Linked DNA regions of Mus musculus: region 2 is linked to region 1. A link is a contact called in public promoter capture Hi-C data. All regions are on one chromosome and are shown on one strand. Each heading gives the region's core, a stretch centred on a gene start, on an enhancer-like site or on the middle of the called end of the contact. The rest is flanking DNA. Distances are from core to core; before and after follow the strand shown.

The links. Promoter capture Hi-C pulls out the DNA fragments that hold promoters and counts their contacts.
Region 2: a promoter capture Hi-C map of liver shows a contact between it and region 1, with 5 times the contacts expected there. The contact joins the promoter of Sqor here to the promoter of Spred1 in region 1. A contact is called at or near these places in 1 of 39 promoter capture datasets (liver), 1 of 484 Hi-C or Micro-C datasets (liver) and 1 of 9 other capture datasets (pancreatic islet).

The regions. Positions count from the first base shown.
Region 1 is chr2:117,117,293-117,124,137 of GRCm38.p6, reverse strand. It overlaps Spred1 (sprouty protein with EVH-1 domain 1, related sequence), which reads right to left and starts at 3,067. Exons shown (of 7, transcript NM_033524.3): 1 at 2,382-3,067. The coding sequence starts at 2,413.
Region 2 is chr2:122,762,718-122,769,562 of GRCm38.p6, reverse strand. Sqor (sulfide quinone oxidoreductase) reads right to left here and starts at 4,204. Exons shown (of 10, transcript NM_001162503.1): 1 at 4,124-4,204.

The DNA of each region.
Region 1 (6,845 bases), core at 1,818-4,317:
AACAAGGCCATTTTAAACCAAACCTAAGCCCACGAGGGCTCTACTGAATCTCTCGTTTTTTCCTAATGTGTGATTACAAATAATGAATTTTCATTTCAAAACTTCACCTCCTATGTTAAAGATGAGCTCTACAATGACCAGATTAAACGGGACATTCCAAGAAATCCACTTTGTGGCAGAGCCAAGGTTCAAGTAAACAGTGTCAGGTCTAGCAGCCACTATTAGCAGATGAACATAATCATTTCCTCACGTTCATTAACCACCACCACCCATTTTTGCCCCATGAAAAAGCTCTCAGAGGACAATACATGCTAAAATAGATCACCCTTTTACTACCCAAACTAACAGTTACAAGGCTCCTCAGGACAATGTATTAATATGGCAGTATATCTTTGTGAAAACAATTTTAAAAATCTGAATGAATAATTTCCCAGTTGCCCATAAGTACATTTGGAGGTGGGGTGGGGGCTGTTTGAAAGCATCAGTATCTTGAGAATTAAAACAATCATTAATATTTTTTCATTTTAGTTCAACAACGGTTCTATCCACTGAGATCTCTTTCATACACTTACTTGCACTTTCAATTTACTATAGTACCAAAAAAAAAAAAAAAAAAAAAGGCCTGTTTTGAAACAATATATTCTACATTTGCTTTAATCTACACCCATCATTTGTTCTTTGGCCGAAGTAAGGCAATACTACTTTCTAAACTATTAAAATGGTAAGACATCTTTCCCCATCTCTAAAATAGATCATAAGATTTTTATCCCAGCTGCTTTATTGCAAGATACTAATAAAAGTTCCCGTCATTCCCTTCAGCATTTCCGCAGTTTTTCTCAGCCCAGCATTGAGACAGGGTTCTTGATCTGGCTCAAAATAGATCTAGTCTGCGGAAGGCAGTGACAGTGTACTGCACTGTGAATGGACAGCCAGGTATTTTATGAATGGAGGCGATCACGTGATCCCAGCACCTCCCCGAACTGATATTTCCCACATAACTGTGTCAACATTCTGAGAACTGGGGTAGTTGTTTGTGTGTGCGCGTATGTTCCAAATTTTAATCTAAAACTTCAAATTCTCCTCACTTCCTGAACCCAAAAATCTACACAAGGACAAACAAGCTTCGAGTGGTTTTCTTAGGAAAGCCTTTCAAGTTGTCCAAGGTGATGGATGTTTAATTATTTTTTTTATGAATGAAGTGTGCTATGCAAATGAGGGCGATTCACAAAAAGAGAGAACATGGCGGCCACTTCTGCTTCTAGACTGCACTGACTGCAGCAATCCACCTCCTTCCACACCCGCTCCTCAATGCGTGCTTTTCAAAGGGGGGGGGCGTTGCTCGGCATTTTTCTGCTATTTTATGGTAAACGGGCCTTTAAAGCCTTCTCGAAAAGATCTGACTTGAGGAATGCACTTTATTTAAAGGAATGCATCCTAAGGACTAGACTTCATTTAACTCTTCATAGCCCTCCAAATACAAACAAAAATTGAATTCAATTACAGAAAAAACAGACACCAAAATTCGGCCCCAAATTAACTCTCAACAGGAAACTCTTACAGCCCCATTATTCCTTCAAGAGGCTGCTACATTAAAGCAAAATATTTAAAAGGCACGGTGATTCATTTGGAAAACCTAAGGACAGTCCAAAAAAGCAAAAACTTATGGATCAAGCTCTGATGAAGTCACCAACGCGTTCGGCAATGTAAACCGTACTTTATCACAGACGGAAGCCAAACCCTAGCATTCAAAATTTTTAATTACTCTGTTCTTGATTAAGACGGGTTCAATACTCTCGAAGGTTAAAAAAATAATAATAAAAAAACACAATAGCTCAACATCGCCCACACTCCAGGTGTCCTTAATCCTATTTAATTCTTAAAATGTTTCCCTAACCCTATCTTTTTACTAGAATAGTATAGGTCATAAGTTTAAAAAGTGGGGCGGGGGGCGAAGGCTTAATCGGTATTTAGGAGTCACTGAGTCATCGAATTAGGATTCAAGAGCAGTTTGCGGCTGGAGGTGCTCCCACACATTAGTTTCCGAGCGAAATAGCTGTAGAGGCAGGGTGGCTGGATGTTCAAGGTGTTTGGGGAGGGGGGGCGGGTTTGACGCCGGAGTGAAGGGCAGGCAAAGGGTAGTTTCTACTCCACTTTGAGCTACCCACATTATTACTCTGTCTCGGAGACGTCCGACTGCTACGCCGCCTCTGCACTGCACTCGATACCCTTCCCCAAGCAGAGAGGCGAAAATGCACGAATGAAAAGGGGTGCTGCCATTAAAGAAAATGGCCCGACACATCGGGCATCTATCACCTCCCGGGCGGGACGGGCTGGGGGGAGGGGGCTGCCCCCCGGGCTCAACCAGGCCAGGGCTCGCTTACTCGTTGTCAGAAGTCGCCGTCTCCTCGCTCATCTTTCCCTCACCGTGATCCGATCAGGAGATGGAGGAGCAACAGCAGGCAGGGAAGCAGCGGCAGCGGCGGCACCGAGGGGCGGCGGGCGACGACGGCCGGCGGGGCGCGCGGGCAGCGGCTCGGGGGCCTCACCATGGTGGATGCCTCACTCGGAGCGGTGCCCCGCGAGCCGGGCAGCCCGGCCACCCCCGCAGGGGGGCGGCGGCAGCAAGCGCGGCCGTGGCGACCCCAGCGGTTTGCCGCGCCGAGGTCGAGTGCGAAGCCGAGACGGCGCGGGCGACTGCGGGCGCTGAGGGGGACGCGGCCGGTGGCTGAGGCGGTGCTGCTCTCAGGGGCGCGGCGACGGGCGGGCGGCGGGAGCCGGCGGGGGGCAGCCGAGCGCTGGCTGCGGGAGGCGGCGCGGTCCCGCCGAGGTGCCGCGCACCATCTCCCGCCTGGCCGCCGGCTGCCCGCGCGGCGCGCCTGGTCGGCCCTCAGGGGCTGCCTCGGACGCGCTCCAGCTGAGGGGCCGCAGGCAGGGCGCGAGGCGAGCGTCGGAGCCCGAGGGCACAGTGCCGAGCGGCGGCGACGAGGGCCGAGATCAGCGCTGCTCGGCGGCCCGCTCCTCACGCCCGCGAGAGGGGAGCCGCGAGGGGGGCGGCGGAAGCGCTCACGCCGCCCGCTCCTTCCGCCGCTCGAACCGGGGGCGCCCGCGGGAGAGGCAGGCGAAGTAGTCCCTCGCGACTTCTGGGCCGCCGGGGCTCGCGCGGGTGCGGCTGGGCGGACGTGGGGCGCGGCTGCAAGCCGGAGGCGCGGGGCCTCTGAGGGGTCGGGGGGAAACCTAAAAGCCGCGGCCCGCAGTCGAATCACTGCAGCTCTGGATCGTGGGCAGCATAACAAGTTTCAGGAAAGTAGTTCCCTCCTCCCCTCGCTTCCCAAATCGTCGGGCAGCGGGAGCGGGGCGAGGAGGGTGGCGGAGGGATATGTCGCTGCACTGCATCGCGCGCGTGTGCGTGCGCGCGCTCCAAACTCTTGGCACGCCGAGGAAAGGGGGCGGGGGTGGGAGCTGTGAGCCGAGCTGCTCCGGGACTGGCATTGTTGCGACGCTCAAGTCCCCGTTACTCGGCCTGGGATATCCGGGTTGCCGGGACAAGCGGGCAGCACACCGTGTGCTCGGGGAAGAAATCGGGAGGCCACTCCGTACTGCTCAGTGCGCGTGCACGCGCGCGCGTGTGTTGTGTTTTTCTTGCAAAGAATGGAACTGGCATGAGTTCATCTCTTAGTGGGGGTTACAGGCCAGGACTGCAAAGCGAGCTCCTCCTGCTGTCCCTCTAGTTGCATTGCTGCAGTTCCCTTGCTTCTTGCACAAGGGTAGTTGTGTGCGTGTGATGTGTGTGTGTGTGTGTGTGTGTGTGTGTGTGTGTGTGTGTGTGTGTGTGTGTGTGTGTAGAAAGAGTTGGTTTCAATACCTCGCAGCGCGATCCTCACTGCGCAAACAGCATGCAATGCTGGGCATTCATCTCTGGAAGCACGAGTGCTTGTTAATGGAGAACGGCTTCCATTGAAGCCCGGGGTAGGCGGGTTACATGAATCTGGCGCATCCAGCAGCACAGGAAATAACTCCCGCTGCGAGCGAGGTTGCATAACTATAGCGCAGGAGAAGCCTGTGTGGCACGAACTTTGGCGAACAGAGGCGGAACGGTTGTTGGATAGGCAGCTGTCACGTTTGCATTGTCAGAGGACAATGTATGCAATCATCCCAAAAGATCTTTTTTGCACAAGAACCTTCTAAGGTTGAGGGCTGGAGCCTGGGATCTTTGTGACCGGAGGGCTAGGAACTCCTAGCTCTATAAATTCTATTATCTTGTCTCTAAGAAGTCAGCTTATACACAAGATGGCCTGGGGGACTGACTCCCTAGCGCTCCTAAGTTCCTGTGGCGTCTCCCTAGGCGGTTTTGCGATAGGCTTTTCACTTTGTTCTCAAGTTTACTTAACCCCCGGGGAAGGAAGCTTCCTGTTCCAGCCACCTTGAGAGATAGAACAATTCCAAGGGAAGAAGTCCAGCGGGCCTCCTAAGGAAACCGTCACTCTTCAGCCAAAGGTTTCCAGGAAGCCTCAGAATTGCTGCTCTCCTCCGAATGAGTACACACTAATGTGCTAACAGTACTGTGCACATAAGAGTGCCTAATGTGTGTTTGACGAAGGAATAAAGGCGCTAACCCAGCCAGCCGTGCACCAAAAACCCATACCGTGGATCACTGAGGTTTCTTTATATAACTTCCAGCCGCGTCTGCAGGATTGTTCATCTTAGGAACAAGTGGGGATGGGAAAAAGGAGTGAGTGAGTGGAGCGTGGGAAGAGATCTCCACTCCTACCATTTTGAACTTGATCTTAGGATGTGAAGAACCTGAACTCCAGAGTGTAGGTGCTAGTCTGTTCTCCAGGTACTAACTGGCTTTGCCCGCTCATGTTTAAATCCGGGCCAGACTGGCAGCTAATGTGGAGGCTGGGGTAGGAGGATTCCAAGTTCAAGGTCTGCCTGGGTTACAGAACCAGTTCAAGGCTAGCCTCCTTAATTTAGCAAAACCCTGTCTCAATATAAAAATTTAAAATGAAAAGGGGGCCAAAGTTCTAGCCTTGTAGTGGAAGGCCCGGGGTTGGAGTGGGAAGAGGTAGACTTGAAACCCTCGGCTAAATCCCCAGTACTGAGGTGGGAGGGGAGAGCTTGATCGCCCAGAGCCTGTTCTTAAGTAACTCACTTAAATTCTGTCTAGTTTATGTGGCTAATAAGCATCTATTTCACAGAGCTTTTATATGGATTGATGGGCTAGCAACACACATAAAGCACTTAGTACAAATTCTGAGGTGGTAGTATGTCCAGTTCTCACTATAATTTTATAAAACAGAAGTTCTAAAGCCCATGTCAAAGTGATGGCATGTGAAGGTTAATTGAAAAGCACTCGGCATTGTTCAGTCATTCAACAAATAACCATCTGTCGTTTCCTGTGCACCCCAGTAGACACATGGCCTGGCCCTTGGTAAGCCATCAACAGTGATAACCATCAGAGTTATGATTAAGGACAAAGGTAGCCATTTGCAAAGGCAGCTTTCTCTTTTGAGGAGACACAGCTGTCTGAGGCTCCTGTGCAGCCCAGAAATCATCAGAACTGACTTTTGGGTAAGATGAGAAAACTGTCTTCATCCTACACCAAGTAATGTGCTGTACACACACATACATACATACATACATACATACATACATTCATACATACATTCATACATACATACATACATACATACATGAGAAAACTGTCTTTATCCTACACCAAGTAATGTGCTGTCCACACACACACATACATACATACATACATACATACATACATGAGAAAACTGTCTTTATCCTACACCAAGTAATGTGCTGTCCACACATACATACATACATACATACATACATACATGAGAAAACTGTCTTTATCCTACACCAAGTAATGTGCTGTCCACACACACACACATAATACATACATACATGAGAAAACTGTCTTTATCCTACACCAAGTAATGTGCTGTCCACACATACATACATACATACATACATACATACATACATGAGAAAACTGTCTTTATCCTACACCAAGTAATGTGCTGTCCACACACACACACATAATACATACATACATGAGAAAACTGTCTTTATCCTACACCAAGTAATGTGCTGTCCACACACACATACATACATACATACATACATACATACATGAGAAAACTGTCTTTATCCTACACCAAGTAATGTGCTGTCCACACATACATACATACATACATACATACATACATACATACATGAGAAAACTGTCTTTATCCTACACCAAATAATGTGCTGTCCACACACACACACATTCATACATACATACATTCATACATACATACATACATACATACATACATGAGAAAACTGTCTTTATCCTACACCAAGTAATGTGCTGTCCACACACACATACATTCATACATACATACATACATACATACATGAGAAAACTGTCTTTATCCTACACCAAGTAATGTGCTGTCCACACACACATACATTCATACATACATACATACAGAGAGAGAGAGAGAGAGACTGGTCAACAGCCTAAATGAATGTGTAGGTGGTGGTCAAGCTACCAACTCTTTTAAGTTAAGATCCTTCTGTGTCCATTTTAAGAGGACCTTGCAGTTCCCACCACTTACCAGTAGTTGACGATCTTACTTACCTTTAATATTATATATTGCCCACTCAAGTTTCAATCATTCTAGGCCTGACTGACACACCCCTATGATTCGAGCTGATGTAGAGGCTGAGGTCAGAGGATTGCAAGTTCAAGGACTGCCTGGCTTACAGAACCAGTTTAATATATATTGTACATTAAAATATTGTTTAACTGTGGAACAGAAGTGATCTTACAAGGATGCTCA
Region 2 (6,845 bases), core at 2,955-5,454, 5.6 Mb before region 1:
CTGGAATGAGGGTCCTCGAAGCTAGGTGGGTAAGGATTCGGCAGTAACAAACAGAAACAAACACAGAGGCAGTTTGAATCTGAGTGTATTTTGCAGCTCTCAAGCAGGGGATTTCGTACATTAAAAAACAAACATTACATCTCTTAGAAACTATATCCAGTGAAACAATCACAAATACCAACAAAAATCATTTGGCACAGTAAAGCACAAAAATCATCCAAGCATTACAACTCTGAAACTATATATTCGGTGAATCACAAACAGAACAGCTAACATCATTATAAATCATCAAAATATAGCAATTTTAAAAGGATGTATTCATTGGGGGCTGTTGTCCAAGACTAGTGGCATATTTCCAGGAGTAGGTTAATAAATCTTTAACAGTCAGTGCTCTTAACCGCTGAACTAACTCTTCAGCCCCATGGTCAATTATTATTTAACATATAATGCCTGATTTTTTTAATAAATCTTCAGTATGTGAATTTAAACTATTTTGATTCTTCCTAATTAAGGCTTTCTTTACCATATACCAAAATCCACCTCCAATGACACACGTGTAGCCATATGAAATTTTATTGTTGGGAACATTTTTATCTATCATAAGTTTTGTAAATGATTTTAAAAGTAAAGCACTGATTTCCCTGGGGATGAGGTCATGTTAGTGGCCCCATCTCTAGGGCCTAGGCTACCAGGAACATGTAAGTAAGAAAAGGAATAAGAGAAAACAAAACAGATAGATTGCCATGAGATCTACGGCTCAATATTTTTTCTCAGGGGAAGAGTTCCACAACCGGTTCCAGTAGGCCTCCCCCTTTTGAGGTCAATCACCTCAGCCTGTGGAACTTGTCACACAGATCCTACTGGAGGTGGTGTGGCAGATGGATGGATGGATGGATGGATGGATGGATGGATGGATGGATGGATGGATGGATGAATGGACGGATGGCCAGGAAAGTCTCTAACATGATACGTAAGTAAAGATAACACTGAACTCCAAATCCTTCCACTTCCATCTCCCAAATGTTGGGATTATAGGTATTCAGGCCACCACACCTGGCTTCCTGAATCATTAAAATTATCAGGATAAAATTACTCATCAGACCAAAGTACACTGGGTTTCAAAGGTATGTGCAGGAAAGTTATGAGGGGCGGAGTGTCACTATAAACAAACTGGTCACTTACTTTGGCTTGCCATAACCTGGAATCCAGCCCACAAGGTCTCAATGACAAGAGACTCTTTGATTACAGATTACATATATGTCGTTTGAATCTAGACGCTGAGTTCAGTTCTTTGATGGTTTGGATACAAGGAAATACACATAGGTAGCAGGTATGTCAGGTTCCATAACAGCTCACATCTTTCCTATGCCAGACCTAATAGCACAGCTACCCTTTTGCAACGAAGCTTTGTCTGAAGGACACCCAGGACACCCAGGTCTTCGTGACAGGTAGTACCAAATTGGGCTCATCTTTAACCATTATATGCCATGCTTTCTTCACACCAGGAAAAAGGACTCCACTAGATAGATTAAAGATTTCTTACTTCCTAAAACTGCATTCACTTCTCATTGGAAAGGGAGGAGAGGTGGGTGTTCAAACAGACAGCCAATAGGGATATTTGTCTACTGACTCCTTGGAATTTCTGTAGCAGAGAACAGCCAGATAAAATGCTTAGACCTGTGACATAATCAGAATAAAAACCAGTTATCCCATGTCTTGTACCATTATGCACTAATTCCCTGGAAAGCATCTATGCTTAAGTGCATCCTCCAAAGTATCAGAAAAGCATGGTGTGGGGGCATGGAGATCATCTGTGGGAGTTATTGCAATGTGTACTGTATGTACTTTCTCATGGCAATCACTGAAGAGGGAATTGCTGGCCCCCTCTCATAAGCAAGAAAGGACTTCACTATAGGACCATGGGTAGGTCTCTTTGAAGGTAGAAGTTTGATTTGAATGTAAGGGGTGGGCGTGTTAGTTCTCTTGAATGTAACAGCCTTTCTCTCGCTCTGATTTAGAATCAGCTTAAATCTGAGGAGTTGGAAAATCTCATGGTCATCGTCCAAACTTAGACAGGGGAAGAATGATCTGGCTTCATCCAGCTCAACTGTCATGAATATGCACAGAAGAACAGACCAGTTACAAGACCAACACTTCCATGGAAGCTCTCACTGTCTATAACGGAGGCTTAGTTGGCTTTAGCCCTAGTCTGGGCAGCTTTTAGTAAATTACCCACTGTTCTCCTATTTACCAATTCTCTAGAGTCAAAGTATTTGTGACAGTGAGGGATGCAGGGAGGGGAGGGAGAAAGAGAAAGAGAAGGAGAGAGAGAGGGGGAGAGAAAAAGAGAGAGAGAGGGAGGGAGATGTGCATCTAGGAATGCTTCCTCATGGGTTCTGTCTCCATTCTTTACAAGACATTTCCTACATTACAACACATCTTATTAACAAGCCTACGCATGGGCAAAAGAAACCTCTGGAATCCTACTTTCCTATCAAGACAGTTTGTCTTCTATGGCGAGGCACCAGACCCACAACAGACCCAAGGGCCCTCCCCAGTATTCACATCCCCAAGTTGGATTTATGGATTTGCTCTGATGGATTCAAAAGAAGCAATTAGTTTTAAACAGCCATTTCCCAAGCTTCCAGCTGTCTCCTAGATGCCTTCACAAGCAACCACCTCCATGTCATCCAGCAGACCTTTTATGTACCAGATTTAGGGATGTAAAGGCCAGTATCAGACAAGGTTGGGGGGGGGGGGCGTTTTACCTACCGCATCCCTCTGCATCAAGTTCAGTAGGGATGCTTTTCACCTGTGAGAAGGCATTAGGCTTGGGGGAGGAGTGCCGGGCTTTTCTCATTCTCTTCCTTAGGAAAAGCAGATGCCCAAAGAAGCTGGGGATAGAGGACATAGTGGTAGTTCAAGAAAGTGTTAAACCCAAGAAGCTAAGTTGCCTAACAAGTAATCAACACCCTTTCTGCTAACAGGGTATCTATCTAAATTGAGGTCCATTCATCTGAATGAAAGAAAAAAAAAATCTTCACCTTCCACTGATGTCTACTTGAAATTTAACATTCTCTTCAAGGACTGTGTAGGCAGCTGGCCACAGCAATATTAGCAGTATTTATGATGTTTTAGAAATGTGTTTACAGGTAGTGCCTATATCTTGAATTCTATATTCTGAGCTATTCAAAATTATAATAGTTATTTGCTTTTTAAATTTATATGGCATTCTTTTAAATACTTTAGTGGCTGTTTTCTTTCATCATAGCCTGCCTTAAATTTTATGTTTTTAAAAGTCTCTTGAGAGATAGATGGCTCAGTGGTTAAGAGCTCTTACGGAGGGCTTACTTCCAGAGGAATTGAGTTCAGTTCCCAGCACCCAGATGAAAGCTTATAACCCCAGTTCCAGGGCATTAGGCATACATGCAAACGAACTAACTATACACATGAAATAAAATAATAAAGTTTAAAGCAAAAAGGGAAATCTTCTAAGAAAGAGTCCTTAGTTTTCCCCCAAACTCAGAACTGTCAGAGGTAGCTGCAGGTTTTAAAAAAAAAAAAAAAGGATCAGAAAGCTGTGTTTACAGAGGAGAGGTTTACAGCCTGTGCAAACTCTCTGACTCAGCTTCAGTCTGTGAGCCCTAGAAGCTGGGGTGGCTCTCGGAGAAGTAAGTAAAAGTAAGGTGAAAAGTTTCACCAAAGAGCCTTTTCTCCCTTGTACTAATTGCCAATCAGCCTGGCCTGTGCTTCTCCGCTGACCACCTCCCACCCCCAGCGCCCTGGGTACCTCCCCAGATCAATGCCAGTCTCAACCCACCCGGCAGGCAGGGCAAGGTGCTGAGTGACAGACAACAAGTGGAACTAACGTTTCTGAAATTCCCACGCACCGAGACCACACGTCCAAGCTGTGTGGGTGGAGAGGGTGCCAGGGCCATCCTCTCTGCATCGCTGAGGCTGGGCCACTAAGGAGAAAGCATTGAAGTCCACCGAGTCCCAGACCAAAGGGGAGTCTGTCAGGGGTTGGAAAAGAAGAAGGGCGGCCGGGAGCGCGGAGACAGAACCGAGGTGGGCGACAGCGAGCGGCTATAGGAGGGTAACAGCGTCGTGGGGTGCGTCTTACCGGGCTGAGCGACACCGTGGGCCCCAGCGCTGGCGCAGCAGAAACTACTGTGGCGCTGGAGCGCTGGCCTCGCATAGCCCCGCCTGGCCGCCGGGGCGGGGAGGCAAAGGCCAGGGGCGGGGACAGCCACCACCCCCACACCCCCAACCTCCGGAGGAGGAAAGGCCGCCAGGGCGCTACCCAACAACAAACCCGGAGGGGAATGCGCACCTTGGAGCAGGCACGGACACCGGAGGCATGGGTGGTATGGGTGATCCTTGCTCCCCATGTCCTGCGACTGTCCCCACGCAGCCTAGACGCTTTTCTTACGCCTGGGGTGCAGACAAGGCCACCTCTACTCAGAACCGCGCGGCACCTTCCCCTGGAACCTGCTGGCTCCTAGGAGTTGTTCTTTTGGTGCCTGACAAGTCACTGTTCTGCCCCTTCTAAGGACTGACTGTTTGAAGGCACAAGCCAGAGACCGCGGCTTCATGTGTTAAAACAAATACAGTTCCTAAAAGTTGCTAAGGCCTCAACTTAAAAAAAAAAAAAAAAAAAAAAAACCTCAAAGAACACGCAAATGCCACCAACTTTTTTTTTAAGCATAACTAAGTTTCTTTCGCACTTGTTTGATTATATGCATTTTAATAGTTTTTGAGTCACTTCTTTCAAACTGTCTTCACTCTGAAGGATCTATAGAAAAATTGCTTGGTCGCAAACAGGGACTACGGGTTTGATGGTAAGCCTGGTGGCACTTGCTGGCACCTGCACCTGCAACACTGCCTCCCTAGTAATTTTCCGTGACTTTGTGCAGCAACAGGTAAGTCTGGTAAAGAACTTGGAAACAAAACCAAATGTGATCTGTATTTACTGATAAAGCTATTGCTGGAAACAGCGTATTAAGACTATGTAAAAATAATCCTTAATGTCTGCCATACTCTAAACTAAAACTGAATTTATTTTATCAATAAAATGTTTCACATACTTGAGAGTTGAGGCAAGGGGCGGGGCACCAGAAAAAAATGTTCAGGCCTCAGGACAGTTAATTGTTGTATAGTACTGAACATAACCCTGATTTCCACCCTCTAAGTGCCAACAATTGTAGCCCAAAGTTTTGACAAAAGCAAAACTCTACACACATATTTCCAAAGCAATTCGTACTATTCTTCATCTCTCCTTCCTCTCCATCCTCATTAAGAAGTCCTGGTTCCTGTGAATGAATCAAGGGCAGTCTGTTTGCAGGGTGTTTGGAGGTCTATGGCTGGAGAATCGAGTTGGAAGCCGTGTCCTGAATAGTTCCCACACGCTGGGGCATCTATGTATCGTTCTATTACCCCACTGAAGTCCCTTCTTTCCATCAGTGTCTTGCCCATCAGACATTAAGACTGAGAAGTTACTCCATTGGCATTCCCCTTTTTCTTTCTATAATATTTTATTTACTTATTTAGTGTGCATGTGTGCACGTGTACATGTGTGTCATGAGGCACAGGTGGAAGTTAGAGGTCAACTTCCCAAAGTCAATTCTGTCCTCCAACAGATGGATCCCAGACCATCGGGCTTAGAACCAGGCAGGCATCTTTACCTGCTGACCCATCTCGCCAGCCCAGTCATTCTTTCCTCAGATGGTTATTCTCCATCTTGTCCGCTGAATGTCAAGTGAGCCCTGTGGCTGCTACTGTCTGGACCTACACTTGATTCCCATCCATATGAGGTTTCCAGAGTAGTGAGTGTGCAGACAGGGAGATGGGAAACTAAGAGAAATATTAAAGGATGGCAAGAAAGCTTGGGGGGGAGCATGGTGGGGGAAGGGGGCATGATGTGTAGTGGGGGAGGGGGCATGATGGTGAGGAACAAATACCTATCCAAGAAGATCCGGGCATAAGGAAATATAGACTGGCGACCCCCAGGAAGCCATGCAGACCCATACTAGGAAGGGCACTAGCAGGAATGAGCAGCAATAGAGCGTGGAAAGGAAAAGGAGAAAGCAAAGACACTGGAGTAAGGGCAAGGCAGAGGGATTCTCCAGGCATGCTGCTTTAAATGCACCTGCTTGGAGCCCATTAAACAAGCCCCACCCTCATCTCTGAAGCAAATGCTTCCTTGGGTGAATGTGTAGCTAGAGAAGTGGTTTATTCTGCCCCAGTAAACCTTCCTACTTGTGATAGCCACTCATCCAGAGAGACACCAATCCTCACGAGCTACTATGAGACTCATTGGGAAGTTGGGGGGGGTGGGGATTTCTGGAGCAAGCAGCACACACTGTCCCTCCTGACAGACCAACAGGAAGTCTCCTAACCAGAAGGGAAGTGAGCAGAGATACAGAGAGTATATTACCTTTTCATATGTGGCCTTCAATAGGCAGTTCCAATCTCTCCCAGATTGCTGCATTCCTCGCAGCCAAACTGCTTGTAAAATAGCCAAAATTGTATCAAGCTACAGCGCAGTTAGAGTTTCTTCATCTGTATCACAGGAGATCAAGTGATTTTCCAGTCAGAAAGCACTAATGTATACACAGGTACTTCAAATACAAAGCGCCCTATCCCGATCAGCACTGATTGCAAGCAAGAAGCCAGCTATAGACACCTTAACTTAAGAGAAATTGGGAGAAGGCTTCCATCAAATGCTGGAGTCATAGTGGCCAGGGACACGAACCTGACTTAGGAAAGTTCTAAGGAGTCAAAGAGCCTGTGATGGTTTGTCTATGCTTGGCCCAGAGAGTGGCACTATTAGGAGGTGTGACCTT